2 separate regions of the Callithrix jacchus genome follow, and region 2 is linked to region 1. Evidence: chromatin contacts called from public Hi-C data. All regions are on one chromosome and are shown on one strand. Each heading gives the region's core, a stretch centred on a gene start, on an enhancer-like site or on the middle of the called end of the contact. The rest is flanking DNA. Distances are from core to core; before and after follow the strand shown.

Region 1 (5,140 bases), core at 1,770-4,269:
ATGATGAGTTTGTGTCGTTTGTAGGGACATGGATGAATCTGGAGAACATCATTCTCAGCAAACTGACACAAGAACAGAAAATGAAACACCGCATATTCTCACTCATAGGCGAGTGATGAAAAATGAGAACACATGGACACAGGGAGGGGAGTACTAAACACTGGGGTCTATTGGGGGGAAAAGGGGAGGGCCAGTGGGAGGGGGAGGTGGGGAGGGATAACCTGGGGAGAAATGCCAAATGTGGGTGAAGGGGAGAAAGGAAGCAAAACACACTGCCATGTGTGTACCTATGCAACTGTCTTGCATGCCCTGCTCATGTACCCCAAAACCTAAAATGCAATAAAAAATTAAAAAAAAAATTCTCAGTGTATCCTAGAGCAAGCCCAGCCTGCCTCAGTTTACACACCTGTGGATGAAAGGCAACATTCTGTTCCTCTAAAGAACCTGTTAATGACAGTGGAAAACCCCAAATGGAGTGTGAGGCACTAGGCACCCTGCGCTTGGGGGAGCTCAGTGAGAGGCTGGGGGACTGCCTCCCTGTAGAGTTGAGACCAACCCACCAGCCAGGACTGGCTGCCTGGGAATTAGGCTAAGCTGGGGAAGCTGCCTTTTAGCAAATTCAGGGATTCTGAAGCCATCCAGTTTAGAACCCACCAAAAAGATTCCTGAAGTGGGTGGGGTAGGATGGTGGGAAGTGGGAGGGTAGTCCTCCCTCAAACACTCCATACTTGCCCTTATTCATCTCTGCCTTGGCTGGCCTAGACTCAGGGTGAGTGCAGGTTTATTAAGAAGCTGCTGAGCCAGGCACAGTGGCTCACGCCTGTAATCCCAGAACTTTGGGAGGCGAAGGTGGGCGGATCACAAAGTCAGGAGTTCAAGATCAGCCTGACCAATATGGTGAAACCCTGTGTCTACGAAAAAAATAGAAAAATTAGCTGGGTGTGGTGGCAGGTGCCTGACTCGTGAGGCTAAGGCAGGATAATTGCTTGAATCTGGAAGGCAGAAGTTGTAGTGAGCTGAGATCACGCCACTGCACTCCAGGCTGGGCGACAGAGCAAGACTCCTTATAAAAAAAAAAGGAAGAACCTACTGTATGCCAAGCACACATCTATCCAGCCCCACTCTGAGATACCCTGGCATAATCAACAATCACATGGCTGACTAGCAGAGGTGCCCTCAGCCCAGCTGTCCCTTGAGAACTGGAGCCAAGCTGCTTCTTCCAGGGGTGAACAGCCCCGAGCTAGGCTGTGCAGATCAGTGAGCAGAGCAAGGGTTGCATTTCACATCCACTAGCCCCCTCGGCAGCCGGCCTTGTGCAGGACACAACCTGCACAACCTCGCACAGCAGCCGGTGGGGAGCCATAGAGATCCAAGTAGGAGATGTTGGCAAAGGAGTCAATTACTTGTTGCTGGAGACCGGAAGAGACAGAAGAATTCTATGGAAAAGGTGAATATTAAACTGGATCTTTAAGAATGAATGGGAGTTCACCAGGCGGAAAGGGAGGTCCCGCAGAGGCAACAGCCTGTCCTAGGACAGGGGTAGGGGTGGCCTGGGAAGGAGGGCATGCTCTTCCCTTGCTCCCACCACTATGCTGGCACATGTCAAATCAAACGTAGCTTATCAGCCAACCAGAGGGCTCCGTGCCTGGACTGTGAGATGCGACAGAATGCGGACAGTGTCTTACTCATCTTCCACAGCCCACTGCCTCACCCAATGCCAATAATTGTGGGTTTGTTTGTTTGTTTTTAAGCAGAGTCTCACTCTGTCTCCCAGGCTGGAGTGGAGCGGTGCAACCTTAGCTGGCTGCAACCTCTGCCTCCCGAGTTCAAGCAATTCTTCCTCAGCCTCCCAACAGCTGGGACTATAGGCACATGCCACCACACCCAGCTAATTTTTGTATTTTTAGTAGAGACAGGGTTTCACCATGTTGGCCAGGATGGTCTCGATCTCTTGTCCTTGTGATCTGCCCACCTCGGCCTCCCAAAGTGCTGGGATTATAGGCGTGAGCCACCGCATCCAGCCCCCCAGTGCCAATAATTGTAACAGTAAGCTTGGTCAGCAGGTAGTAAATACTGACCATCATACCTTGTGCTGTGTTCCTGGGCATCATCTCATTTCAGCCTCAAACTCTGGAAACACGTGCTATTATTAATCCTGTTTTACAGACAAGGATTCTCAAGGAGTTAATAATATGCCTAAGGTCACACAGCTGTTTAGTAGTGGGGCCAGAAATGGAACCCAGGCCTCTCTGACCACAGAGCCCTTGTTCTAGACTGATGAGCGGACAGATGGATGAATGGATGGAAGGATAGGCGAGAGGAAGAACTCAACGAAGGACCATGAACACCATGCTAGGGAGCCTGAATTCACTCAAGGGCAGTGGGGAGATGCTGGAAGGTTGTGAGCAGGAGAGACAGGTCAGTTTAGGGATTTAGAAAGATCACTTTGACAACAGGGGAAAGATCATTTAGAGCCAGTGATGCTTGAAACCTGCAGCCATTTTTCTGGCAAATCCCAATTCCCACTTGTGGGGAGGCTCATTCCTTTAAGTACTGTGTTATTTCTCTTAGAGCAAGACTGTCCCCTGTGTGTGTTCTTATGCACACAGTGACTACTGATGGAGAATGCTGGAGAGGAGGGGCTCAAAGACAGGAAAAGGAGACAGGAGGGGACACTGCTCATTTCCAGGGAGAGGCCTCTCTGTATAGGAGAGCAGAGCACCAGGAAGCGAGAAGCTATACGGCCCCCTCCCTATTTCCAAGATGAGAAGGTCCCTTCAGGGTTTCCAGCCTGGAAGCTGCAAGCCCCAGGTCCCCACACACTGCCCCACTGTGCACCTGCCACCAGGGAAACACAGCCAAAGGTGAGGCAGATGTTGCATCAGAGTGTTAAGCCCTGGGATCAAATATTAGCGGGGGCACTGGAGGTCTGATCCCTCCTCCTGAGCAGCTGCTAATATCATTGGCCTTTCCAGCCAGGGAGGGAGGGGAGTCACAGAAACCTGCCTGGGGATCAGTTAAAGCTGAAGGAAGGAAGCAGGAATAGGACCTGAAAACAGGGTGCGTTTCCCCTACCTAGACTCAAGGAGCCAAAGAACGGACCAAAGCCTGCAGGAAGCAGGCGTCTTCAGGCTGAGAGGGGCTCCCAGAGGGTTCCGGGGCAGAGCAGGCTCACCATGCTGCCTTGCCTAGCCCTGCTTCTCCTGATGGAGCTGTTCGTGTGCACTGTGGCAGGTGATGGTGGAGAGGAACAGGCACTCAGCACTGAAGCAGAGACCTGGATAACTGTGGCCTTAGAGGTACCTTTGGGGAGAGGCTCTGACCAGGGCAGGGGATGATGGATGGTGGAGGGGCAAAAGATCCCGTGTGTGGCTGCCAGAACAGGCTGTGCCCTGTAAGGCAGGTTGCTCGACTCTCTTCCATGAGTAGATTCAAGGCTATGAGCCCTGGCCTGGCAGACCTCCAAAGTGCGTGAGTGTGTGTGTGTATTCAAGAAATACTTATTTAACTCACGGTATAAGAAATACTTACTTAACTCACGGTATATTTCTGGCACTGTCTGAAATACTTTATAAATATTAACTCAATCCTCCTATTAACCTCATGGGGAAGGTATCATAATTATCCCCCATTTCATAGATAGGGAAACTGAGGCACAGAGAAGTAGTTTGTCCAAGGTTGCACAGCTTCAAAAGCACAACTACACACCTTGCCCAAGGTCTGATTCTGCGTATCTGTGCATCTGAGGAGCTTTTCCAGAATTTCAAGAGGATTAACTTAAACAAGACCACCATTTGTTCTCACATGTAGAAATGACCAGCATCCACACTACCCCCACTCCTGCCTGACAGTCTGATTGAGGAAGCAAAGATCCTGACCTCAGGGATCCCCTAATCAGACAAGGGAGAGAGCCCAACAAACCAGAGACAAAGGCGGACAAATAAGAGGCCAGTGCTCAGGGAGGGCTTCTAGGGGACAGGCAGGACAAGACTGGGCTTGGCGCCTCCCATTTCCAGGATGGTGAGGACACTGGGGTGGACCTTGGCTTTCAGTCCTGGGCCATGGTGAGGTCCTCAGAAGCACCTAGAAATGGGGCCACAGGGGCTGGACGCAGTGGCTCACATCTATAATCCCAGCACTCTGGGAGGCCAAGGTGGACAGATCACCTGAGGTTGGGAGTTTGAGACCAGCCTGACCAACATGGAGAAAACCCGTCTCTACTAAAAATACAAAATTAGCTAGGTGTAGTGGCGCACGCCTGTAATCCCAGCTACTCGGAAGGCTGAGACAGGAGAACTGATTGAACCCGGGAAGCAGAGGTTGCAGTGAGCTGAGATAGAACCAATTGCACTCCAGCCTGAGCAACAAGAGCGAAACTCTGTCTCAAAAGAATGAATGAATAAATAAATAAATGGGGACCCAGGAAGAGCTGTCAAATGGACAGTCCTGCATGGTGGGTTTCCTCTCTGGTCTGTCTGAACCTGGCAGTGTGTGCAGTGAGGAGAAGGCAGCAGGGCTGGGAGCATCTCCACTGACGCCCGCCGCTTTCCAGAAATGGAGGGAAGTGACCCCTGCAAGGCTTTCCTCTAACTTTGACAAGCTTTATAGAGTCAGTGCCAAACATCAGGTACCTTGTCTAGAGACAGAAGCCTCGCTGGGTGATGCCGCCTCACTATGCAGCCCCATGGGAAACGTTGTTATAAACAACTAGCACTGCTAGACGACCTCCCAAAAGCACCTCCTCCTGCAGCTGGGTCTAATCCTTATTCTCCTTTCACTCTCCTTTAATATAATATCCCTCTGCTTCCCAAGACACAGGGCTTGGAATATGGGAGGAGAGACTGGGTTAGAAGTCAGGAAGAACTTAGGAACACTGTGGGATGCTAAGGATAACATAAGTGATGGCCGGCTGTGGAGTTTCACGCCTGTAATCCCAGCACTTTGGGAGGCTGAGGCAGGAGGACTGCTGGAGGCCAGGAGTTCAAGATCAACCTGGGCAACACAGAAAGACCCCGTCTCTACAAAAAATAAACAAAATTAGCCAGGCATGGTGGTGCACACCTGTGGTCCCAGCTACTTGAAAGGCTGAAGTGGGAGGATCTGTGGAGCCTGGGGAGTTGAGGCTGCAGTGAGTGGTCCT
Region 2 (5,545 bases), core at 2,155-4,654, 270 kb after region 1:
GGAGCAGATCTTGGCTGGGTCGTGGGTGCAGAGCGAGGTCCGGCGGCCCCGTTCTACCTTCTCCCACTCCATCCGGCAGTTGAAAATTTTGGAGGCCTTGGCTTCGATAAAGATCTGCTGTTCCTGGTGGAACTCTACAGCTTTGCTGGGCGGCACAAGGCTGATGGAGATGTTGCCCTGGCCTGTGGCATTGTGGCGGAAGTGAACGCTGAAGGTCCCGTTGCCATGGTCCACAATCTTCCCTGTGACGAGCAGGTTCAGGGCCACCGTCTTGATGTTGGAGTAGAAGTCGCCCCAGCCAAAGATTTTCTTCACTTTGGCTGACGGTGGGGGGCTGTGGTTTGGGCGACTGGGGGGCTGCCCAAGAATGCCCCAAGCCTCCCCAGGTGGGGCCAGCAACCCTAGGAGAGTGGAATTGGCCATGGGGCGGGACTTAGGTGAGATGTGGCCCCGCTTCCGAGGCACCCGGGGCCGGGGCTGGCCCTCGTGGTCATCATACTCAGTGTCCTCTGAGCCGGGAGGACCATCATCCTGGCCACAGATGACCTGTGGAGGGAGTCGTGAGTACAGTGAGAGCCCTGTCCCTGGAGGTCCACCCCCAGCCCCACCAGCATCACCTCTTTCCCTGCCACTGCACTCTGATCTGGGTGAGGGGCTCCTGCACGTTGCTTACTGAAACTGGGGAGCAAGTGTACACTCTAGGTTGTATACATGTCAGGTTCTGACAGTCAGGTCACCCCTCATGTCCTTTCCTCACTGTCCTGTCTGGGCCACGATTCAAAGTCTCAAGGATGGACAATAATTCTTTCCAGTGGACTGTGGCACCAGGGACAATGGCTCCTACCCTTAGGGAGTCCCCAGACTGATGGGGGAAGTCCAGCTTCTGATCCCAGGGAGCCCCCATCTGATGGCAGAAGCATCATTCCTGTGCTGACAGAGCCCCTGATCTGATAGGAGGTGGAATCCCTGCCTCTGTGAAATCCCCAGGCTGATGGGGGAGGCATAATCTCCGTCCTCAAAGAGCCCTGAGTCAGATAGGGGAGCACCATCCAAATCCTGGGAGAGCCCCTGCTTTGACAGGAGAGGCTAGCCTCTGCCCTTTGGGTCTTCCTAGTCTGTTGGGTAAGACACCGTCCCTACCCTAGGGTAATTTCTACCCTTAGATGCAAAGAGAACCACCAGACAATGAAATAAGAAAGCAGAACACAGTGAAATTCTCAAGCATGAATACAGTTTTTAGGGTGGGCAAGAGGACTAGGGGAGACTGGGAGTGAACGCCACACTCAGGATGGCCATGGGAATGGAAAGCCAAACACCTCTCCAGGGGACACTGACGATGACGTGCCAAGATGTTACTTGCATTCTGAGGTAGCTCTCATTCCCATTTCACAGATAAGGACACCGGGCTCAGAGGTTACACCACTACAAGACTGAGTTCACATAGGGTCATCCCTTCCGTTACACTCCACACTCCCAGCCTCCCAGACCAGATGTGTCTTTTTGAAAGGGTTTTATCGCCTCTGAAATCTGCAGGGGCTCATCCTCCCTCTGCTGGATCAGCTATGGTGACAAGCCACACCTGGGGAGATTCCTGGAGGTGCCACAGGGAGAATGGGACAGCAGTGGGGGGCATCGGGGTTGGCAGAGCTTCCTGAGGGCACAGCCTAGCTGTGTGTCTGCTCAGCTCTTGAAAGGGACCACTTGCCCTAGGTGTCTTTACCACTGGCACCGGGGGGCACTGGCTCAGCTGGGCAGCATCCGGATTTGGTGACACTGGAGTGGGGACAATACAGTTCCAAGGGGCTGTGGGGTCTTCATGCCCGTGTTCTGGCCTGGGTGGTGCCAGCCACTGTGTACTGTGGCCGAATCTGTCTCTGCCCCACAGTTCAGGCTGGCCCTGTCTGCCAGGCCCCAGGGGTGGGGTAGAAGGACAGCTAGGAGGGGAGGTTCGGGGACTGGCTCAGGGCTGCAGACCTGAAGGTACTGGCTCCTGGGGGTCACGGCTGCGTGGCTGAAGGGTAAAGGGCCACAGGTGGGGCCGTGAGAACGGGAAGGCTCTTCCCACAGTAGCATGGGGCGGTGGCAACGGGCTTGTTTATTAAAGGGGCAGGTCCAGACGCGGGGCTGAGGCTTCTCCACGACAGGATTGCCGGGAGGGTTGGCGGACTCTCGGTCGGAGGGGAGTTTAGCCCCGGGCTGGGTTCATGGAGGGGTTCCCCTGCGCCCTGGGCCGCCGAGAAGCCGCGGAACCGGTGCACGGGGAGCGGGCTCTGGGCGCTCCGCTCAGCTGCCGCGAGCGCCCGGGGCGGGAGCCGCCTGCCCAGGTCCTGTGGGGCTCCGGCTGCGCGCAGCCGGGAGAGGAGAGGAAAACAACAGGCGGGGAGGGAGGGAGCGGGAGGGAGGGCGGGAGCGAGGGACGCGGGGGCCGCCCCCAGCCTGGACTGGCTCCGCGCTCTGGGGGACTCAGAGCCCGGGCTCTCTGGATCCCGGAGGTCAGGGGAAAAGCCTGCAGGTCACCAGCTCCACTGCCCGGCCCCCTTCCGAGGTCCTGGGGCTCCTGAAAGGGGTCGGGTAATCCTGGCGACCCAGCTCCGGGCCTTTTTCCGAGCGCTGGTCGCACCTCCAGCCACCCGCCGCGGAGTGGGTGGGCCAGACAAGCACCCTCTCCCCGCCCCTATTAACCCTATCTGTCGAGCCTCCGGCCTCGGACCCGCCCTCTCCCCCAGCCTCCAGTCTTCCCCGCCATCCCCGGGATGTCGGGGGAAGGGAGAAAGTTTCAGGGCTCGCAAGCTTCCCGCGCTCTCCCCCGATCCTCCGGGCCCCCGCCCCTCCGCGCAGCTCCCCGCGGACCACTCACCAGATAGAGGCTGCCCTGCACCAGGAACACGAAGCAGCAGCGAGTCAGTTGCATCCTCCTCCTCCGCTCTCGTCCTCTCGCTCTCCTCTTCTCCTTTCGGGGTCCCAGGCCTCTTCGTCCCCTTCCTGCTCCTTCAGGCGCGCCGTCCCATGCTCCAGTCCCCGGCGGCCCGCGGCCCTCCCCTCAGCCGGTCGCCCAGGGCCGACCCCGCCCCCTTCGGTCCAGCTGTGCTGCCGCCGCCCCCCTCCCCTGGTCCAGCTGCGCGTGGCGCGGCCCCCACTCGAGGTCCCAGATGTGCGCCCCGAGCGCCTCGAAGGGCCCCAGCTGCGCCGTGGCTCCGCGGCTCCAGATCTGTGCTCGGCGCCCCCCTCGGCTCCAGCGGCGCCGCTTTCGCCCAGATGTGCTGGGGACCTGCGCGCGTGCCCGTCCTGGTGCTAATTCCCCAGACCAGGCTGTTCTCCCGCCCCGTCGCGGCGCGCCCCCTGGCGGACGCCCCCGGCCGCGCGGAGCCCCGGCCGCCCGCTCCCCGCGCTGTGCCCCGCCAGACTGGAGCGCTCCTGGCGCCCAGGCTGCTCCCGCTTCCTCGTCCCTCCCACCGGCGGCGGCGGCGGCGGCAGGTACAGTGAGCCCAGCCGGTACCTCCGGAGTTAACTCCTCCCCTGCCGGCCCGCAGCCCGGGGACCTAGGACGCCAGCTCTCCAGCCCGAAGGGGACCGCACGCGGGGGCGGAGTAACTCTTGGAGAAGAAGGGAGAGCCAGGGGATACGGACCCTACCGTTTCCACGCCTCTGGCAGAGCGCCCGTTTCCCCGGAGGGGCAGCGAGAATCTGCTGCCCTGCCCCCAACCTAGGAGTCCTGGAATTCAGAAAGATCCTTTTTTTTCAAAACCCATTCTAAGAGCCAAAACCTGTGGTGAGGGAAGTTCTTCTGGGTGTCTAGCCTGCACTCCTTTTATTACGATGTCTGTTCCTTCCCTCTTCTACTTTACTTGGAGGGGCTGAGATAATCCCTGGACCGTCTAGGTCTAGTCACTGTGACAGGAAGCATTTGGCTGGGCCCTGGGCTGAAAAGGCTGTTAGGGGCCAGCTGGATTCTGGGGCCCTGGGCAGGTCCTGAGAAGCTGGAGAGTGAGGTGGACAAGGCTGTCCTAGAGGCTGTCCCGTCATTCTTCACTACTTACCCTCTCTACACCACGGGGGCCTCCAGGCTGAGAGGGGCTCCTGTCCCAGTGGGGTCTCTGCAAACCTCTAGGGCAAGAAGGAAGAACACGACCCTGATCTGACATTCCCAAAGATGGGGGCCCATCCTCCATCACCCCTACTCTGTATCTTCAGGTCTCCTTTCTGGAATTTCAGGGTCCCTTTAGTCTTTAGAAAAATAAAAGGTCAAGTCCTGGCACCCCTTGGAGGCTATGAAGGTGAGGAGGCACCCCATCATTCAGAGCGGTCCCAGCTTGGCCTGGGCCCAAGGAGCGTGGTGGGTGGGCGCTCTGCTCTGTGGCCCTCTGAGGCCCAGCTTGGTCCCGTGGCTGCAACCCCGGCACGCACCCAGCCTCCTCCCCCACCATCTGCCAGGCGGGTGCGCGGGGAATGCAGATGAATCTTAATATCAGCCTGGGCCAAGTGCGATGAGGGAGACAGATTCTGCAAAACCCAGGCAGCGTCACAGAGCCCCCTGCATTTCCAGGCACCCTGGGCTATACCAAGATGCAACAGCTCTTTCCTGGTGGTGGTGGGGGAGAGGGGGTTGTACATGTTTAGTCAAAGACCCCCCAAAGCCAGGGGAGGAAGGAACAGGCAAATCTTTGTTTTGGCCTCTGAGCCTCTGGTCCGGCTGGGAGAGAGAAGCTGTTGGCCTGAGTGTGGGCAGTTGGTTCCGGTGCTCCTAGGCAGGGGGCGTAGCTGGGCCCACTCCTTGTCTGGTTTCCAGAAGGTCCTGTCCCTAGGAGAGCTGTGTGGCCCAGAAGAAAGAGCACAGGTTTTCAGGCCAGACAGTCCCAGATTCTGTTCCAGACCTGGCTGTGTGACCTTGGGCAGGTTACTTTGGTTCTCTGATGTCCGTTTCCTGATCTGTTCTTGCAAGAACCAAATGAGAGAAAATGTGCAAACAAAGCACAGGCACGGTGGCTGGCGGGCAGTCGTAGGAGTGCAATAAACGGAAGTTCTCAGTTCTCCACTTCCCACACGTTTGCTCTGCCTGCTCCTCCTGCCAGGCTTGCCCTCACTCCCCTCTTGGTCATTTCTGCCTCTCACTTTGTTTGAGTCCCCCCGCCCGTATTTATCCATCACCTCCTGGCCAAGCCTATCCTCCGTGCCAGGCGCCAGGCCAGGGGTTGAGATAGAGATGAATGGGACACCGTCCCTGCCCTCAAGGATCTCTTCGGCAAGTGTGGAACAGAGACATGAAAATCGATAATTATAACTCAGGGTGGTGAGTGGAATAACAGATCCTTGAACAAGGAAGGCATTACAGATGCGCTGAGGAAGCGGGGTGGGGGGGGATAGGGGCGGGAGGGTCAGAGATGACTTCCTGGAGGAGGTGAGACTGCGGGTGTGAGGAAGAGCCTGCCTGGCAAGGGCTAGTCCTGGCAGAGGGCACTGAATGACTAAAGGTCTGGAGGCTGGAACTGAAGCAGTTTGCTGCTCCCGGAGCACAGAGCGGGAGGAGGGGAGGCTGGGACTAGCTGAT

Evidence for each region. Hi-C and Micro-C count contacts between places; a contact is called where the count stands out from the background.
Region 2: a contact with region 1 is called in a Hi-C map of skeletal muscle, with 4 times the contacts expected there. The contact joins the promoter of NXPH3 here to the promoter of TAC4 in region 1. A contact is called at or near these places in 2 of 3 Hi-C or Micro-C datasets (induced pluripotent stem cells and skeletal muscle).

The regions. Positions count from the first base shown.
Region 1 is chr5:116,472,758-116,477,897 of calJac240_pri, forward strand. It overlaps TAC4 (tachykinin precursor 4), which reads left to right and starts at 3,020. Exons shown (of 4, transcript XM_008997392.5): 1 at 3,020-3,299. The coding sequence starts at 3,177.
Region 2 is chr5:116,745,136-116,750,680 of calJac240_pri, forward strand. It overlaps NXPH3 (neurexophilin 3), which reads right to left and starts at 3,405. Exons shown (of 2, transcript XM_002748452.7): 1 at 2,858-3,405; 2 at 1-546. The coding sequence starts at 2,911.